2 separate regions of the Astyanax mexicanus genome follow, and region 1 is linked to region 2. Evidence: chromatin contacts called from public Hi-C data. All regions are on one chromosome and are shown on one strand. The core of a region is the stretch at or near the end of the contact, and the rest is flanking DNA. Distances in the headings are between cores, read along the strand shown. Region 1 overlaps clocka (clock circadian regulator a). Region 2 holds the start of clocka (clock circadian regulator a).

Region 1 (2,782 bases), core at 175-2,674, 46 kb before region 2:
AATTAACCTTTGTTTTCTGCACTTAAACAAATGTTGGATTGTTATTGTAGGTAGTTTGTTTCATATCCTTTTCCAACCTTACATGATGTCCCTGGTCATATGCAATTTTAAAACATTTTTACCCTGATATTTTATGATTAGGTTTATATTTCTCCTGTTGTAAACAAGCAAGTTTCGTAAGTTTTAATCAAGCAAGACTAAAATTAAGCAGGTTTAAACAAATAAAAAAACAAATACCCAGAAAAACAGCAACAGACTTATTTAATTTACCAAATGCTATCAGAGACTCAAATCATGCCGTCTCCTCTAAAGTACTTTAAATTAATATTGGATTTTTAAATTGTATGCTGAAGATTACAGTAGCCCTGTGTTGAACTTTAAAAATTAAGAAAGGCAATTCATGCCTTGTTTTCTGCACACTCTAAATAGGTACGCTTTTCTTTTGCCAGGTTCTGTTATTACATTACTGCAAGACCAGTTCAAACTGGACTACCACCAGACTGGGAACTCTGAGTTCAGAGAACTATTGAAAATATTTCCAGGAACTACAGAAATCTCTAGGCTAATCATTTGATCTACACCCCCAGTTAAACCTTCCCAGCACCAGAAGAGTTTCACTTACTGGTCAGGAATCCACTTAAAAAATCCAGTTAAAAAATTCTCTGTGTGTTGAGATTTTTATTGACTGGTTTATTTTGGGAAACGCTGTGGGCCAGATTCCCAAACAAGGATTCAGCCTAGTCCTGGACTACATTTACATTTTAAATCTATTTAGAACCCTTTTTAATCCAGAACAAGTCGGAGTCTCTTTTTACTACTTTATCTACTTGAACAACCAAACTAATACAAATTAATAGCGGACACGAGGCCCATGATGATAACTCTTTGTTTTAATAATACCTTATATTGTTCCAGAAACAAAATTATTATTTAAAAGACCATGTTGACATATATAGAAGATGTGATAGCATAATAATAATAATAATAATAATAATAATAATAATAATAATGCAATCACACAACCTTTAAAAGTGAAGTGAACGTTTAAAAAAAAAAAAAAAAAAAAAAAAAAAAAAAAGTAGACTAAAAATTAAGTTAAACTGCTTTTGACATGCATGTTTATTCATTTAAAATTAAAATAGTAATAGGGGATATAGGGGTCTGTAGGTATGACTGAGTTTAATGTTCATATATTGTATGATAATTGCATTATTGACTTTGCACCATCACTTTAGACCTAGATGACACCCTACTAATATCAGCCTGCTCCTGAAGGTGCAGTCTCCAGCTTTACCTGCAGTGAAAACCTGCAGTAAAAGGAAACTGAGCAAAGTGGGGCACTGCTGTGCTAGACGCTAATCCTGGGATTAGCCATGGAAATTCCATACAGCAGACACACAAAGGCTCGTCCAAATGTCACTCAGCAGGATTGACCAGTTAGACAGTTCGTGTCCCGCAGAGCCCGCCCAGGACGGGCACGTGTCGAGCCGGTTCAATGGTTGTCATGGTAAAGGAGTTGAGGCGTAGGTTAAAGGGAAGGACAGTTGTTGAGATTGCAGGCGCAAAGATTAAGGTTTAAATGTGGCCACTCTCACTCTCGAGTGGAGTGCTGTGAAGGTGCAGGACTCACCGGTCTATACTGGAGGTCATTTTGTAGTATGTTCAGGGCTGGAGTGGGAGAGAGAGGAGCTTTAGGCGTGAGGTAGACATTTGTACATAAACCTGCACAAAAGAAAAAGAAGAAAAAAAATTACTTATAGGTTATAGTGCTGTAACATCATCACACACCACAACAACGACAATTCATACATTCTGATCTACACCAGACCAACCTCCAGCGCTGCCTGCCCAAAGAGAGGATCAGAAGCTTGCCAATGGACGAAGGTCCTCAAGATCAGCTTTGAGAGGGGAGGACGTGTCCGTGTGTTTCTGGAGTTGAGTGAAGAGGTTTCAGTGGAGGTCTTTAGGTTAAAGGTCAAAAGTGGATTGTGGGTCCTTGTAGCAGGCGCATTCTGGAAACGCTTTTCGAAGAGTGTAAGCATGCGACACGCATGTCAGCAACATCCCCCTTCTAGGATTCAAACAGAACACACAATTTAGTTTCCACTTTTTTTATATTTCTATACAATTCATTAGTTAATTCAGAGTGGTTTGATGTGATTTTTTTTTTCCATTTTATTTTTTTTTTTATACTTATATTTATATATCTATTTCTCCCCCACACTACTGCACCTTGTTTTTGTCTCATGTACGTCTATTTTTGTCCCTGCTGTATTGTACCCATAGTGTCTCCCATTCTCTTTTATTATATCTATTATCTGTACTTGCTGTAAAATTGGGAAGGAGAGTAACGTAATTTAAATTCTCTGTATGTCCTGCACATATGCAGTATTGACAATAAAACTTGACTTGACTTGAATACACAGCCTCAAACTGGTGCTAAAACAAAACCAAGAGTCACAAAACTTGTAATGTGGTAATGGTAAAATGCTGGAAAACTTAAGACACTATGGGTCCTATTTTAGAGATCTATACAGCACTGGTCAATTGCACATTGCACATCTTGATTTAGGGCGTGTCGGTGTGTCTTTGGTATCGCAAGGTCACAAAAAGCATGCTGTGCGCGGCTCAAAACACACAAAAGGCATTAACTAATTCTCCTAATTAATCAGCGGTGTTTTTTCTGCGTAATGTGAAATAAACCAGTGTGCCAGTTGTCATTCCCTTTAGGAGCCAGGTGCGCTCTGAACTTTGGCACGTTGGTATCTTAACAGCACTGCTT
Region 2 (2,700 bases), core at 159-2,658:
AGAGAAGATTCGTCTGAGGAGAAGCAGCTGAGCTAACTCCACTATAGAGCGAGCGGGAATCGGGGGGTATGTTCCGGGAGCCAGAGCGGCGCCGCAACACCGCAGCGCACGCACCCTCCCCCGGCACCTCCACCGTCCACAGGCGGGGAGCTCAACTGTGAACCAACCGGCGTTTCGACGAGCTGTATTCCCCTCGATATGTGCTTTTTACCGGCAGTGCGCATGCGCTGACCCGCATTATTTAACGTTTTTAGTGTGTTTTTCCATGTTTATTCTGTTTTTATTATTATTATTATTATTATTATTATTATTATTATTATTGGGTGCATTAAACAATAAAAATAGGAATATTACTTAAATTAAGAATAATAAACAATTAGACATTATAAGAAACGGGCTATTTAATAACATTTATTACCTTAACTTTACCCTGTTAGCTAACTATATTGCCAGTGCTTTAATCAAAATATCCTAACTCGCTAACGTTACACTTCTACAGGGGCATGATTACTTACAGTGCTTTATTTTATTTGTTAATTTTTGCCTATAAACATTATGCACAGGGGTAGAGGCACGGTTTGACAGGGTAGCTAGCATTAGACTGGACACAACACCGGACTAGCCTAATAACGTTACAGCCGCGGTCAGATAGCCAGAGAGCGGGGCTCCGCCGCTGGCCGTGCCGCCCCTCTAACAGGTTGCTGCGAGCGGAGCCCTGCGGTGACCGGGGCGCTGGACCTGGGTCTGTCTGCAGGTTAGCCAGGCTAGCTGTGATCCCCCGGCTCGGATATAGATGATATAGAGAATACAGCGCCGCTGGTGTGGGCAGAGAGCCTTACAGCCGCACACGACACACAGCTACAGCGCTTAAGTGTGACCTAGAAGCGCTCTGGTCTGATAACAGCCCGGGTCACTGCGAGCCCCAGTCACCGCGGTAAACTTCACAGTCCGCCGGGTCAACCAGCTCCACACCAACCCGCCGAACAGCGCGGCAGCCTCGGATCAGCCCCCTAGCCGGGGCTCCGTTAGCGGGCTGCGGAGCGCCACTGTAAGCCTGGCCGTGTAGTCTCACTGAGCGAGACCGAAATGTGGGTCAGCAGGCCTTCAGCTCCTTCCCCAGCGAGCATCAGAAAAACACTCACACTCACGCACACACTCTCTCTCACACACACCGCGCTGTTCTCCTGCTCTATCCACCGCCTTTACTACAGCCAGCCCCGCGCCGCCCGACCCGCCTCCCCGCGTTACCGCCGTATAACAAGCGCAGCCCGGCGGTGCAGGTCCGCCGCTCCTTACCTCGCTCGCTCGCCGCTGCGGGGGATTTCTCTCTCCGTGTTTTGGTTTAGATGGCCGCGTTGGATTGACTGGAGTTAGAAAAACAGCAGGGCCTACCTCGGGCTCCCCCCGCGCATGCGCACCGCGCACCGAGCGACAGCCTACACAAGCCCAGCGCCGCCGCACAGGCGGTATAGAGCAGAGCAGCAGCACCCCGGAGGATGGATGCTTCAGTACACAGAACATACCAACCCAGCTAACTAGCGATAGCACAGCGCCTTTAAATCTTTAAATACCCGATAACTAAGCACAAAAACATTACAAGAAAAAAAAACTCATACAAATATATACTAGGGCTGGGCGATAATATTGCACAAAAAACCCTAATATTCTTCAAATACTTAAACAATTCTCAATTACGAGTTTTTGTTTCCACATAACAACCGAAAAAGGCAGTTTTATTTGTTTTTATAAAGTAATCTATAAAATGTAGATTTTTTTTGTTTTTGTTTATACAGAAAGAATCGGAAGCAGCTCCCTTCAGCCTTACAGCAGCTTTTAACCTGTAGTGTAAAATCAGAAAAAAAAATCTGACTGAAGCATACATTTTATGAATATATAAATTAATTATTATTATTATTATTATTATTATTATTATTATTATTATTAGTAGTAGTAGTAGTAGTAGTAGTAGTAGTAGTATAAGTAGTAATAGTAATAGTAAAAGTAATATACTATTGGTAAATACTATATATAGTATTTATTAATTATATACATAAAAAACAATCACCTCAGATGATCGCTGCCTTCATGTTTAAGAAGCTATAAAACTGGTTATGTACTCAGAATAAGCGTTTGTGCTGAAACCTCGGCGCTGTTGTTCTTTGTATCAGCCGGTCGGCTGCCTGTGTAATAAACAGTGTTAAATGTGGTCACAAGGCCACTTTTCTACTTTCTTTTTCTACTTTTCTGCCCGGTTCGTGTTACACAAACGCTCCCAATCTTTGGCCCTCATCTGTCGCTCTGCGCTTTTTGGGCGAGAGCCAATTAGGTCAAACGCGCGAGCCAACCGAACATGACTACGAGCAGAGAGCGCGCGAAAATATTAAGGGCGGAGCCACATGAGTGACGCGTCCAGTGACCAATCAGCTCGCGGTGCGTGTGTGGAGCTCGTCTTACAAAAGTGTTTTGTAATCGTTACAGTGGAAGACAAACTTCTGACATAAAGTCGCACTTACTATAGTGAGATTACAAGCGATTTCCTACAGTTTTAGAATACAGTTATCAGCGGTTTTATTTTTATTAGTAAAAACACAACACAGATAAATGACCAATTACATGTTTATTAAATATTTAGCATCACCACATGATTAACTACTGCTAATGCTAATGCTAATGTTTTTACTCTCATCCACAGATGAACAA

What was found. Hi-C and Micro-C count contacts between places; a contact is called where the count stands out from the background.
Region 1: a Hi-C map of blood shows a contact between it and region 2, with 3 times the contacts expected there. The contact joins the enhancer-like site here to the promoter of clocka in region 2. A contact is called at or near these places in 3 of 3 Hi-C or Micro-C datasets (blood and muscle).

The regions. Positions count from the first base shown.
Region 1 is chr1:64,072,338-64,075,119 of AstMex3_surface, reverse strand. It overlaps clocka (clock circadian regulator a), which reads right to left. Exons shown (of 25, transcript XM_049481829.1): 5 at 1,833-2,071; 6 at 1,631-1,722. The coding sequence starts at 1,650. Among protein-coding and RNA genes, the nearest start is that of LOC103022915, 45 kb to the left of the region's middle. Within about 2 kb of position 1,424, the one cell type or tissue checked has an H3K27ac peak away from gene starts, as active enhancers do.
Region 2 is chr1:64,026,538-64,029,237 of AstMex3_surface, reverse strand. It overlaps clocka (clock circadian regulator a), which reads right to left and starts at 1,408. Exons shown (of 25, transcript XM_049481829.1): 1 at 1,297-1,408.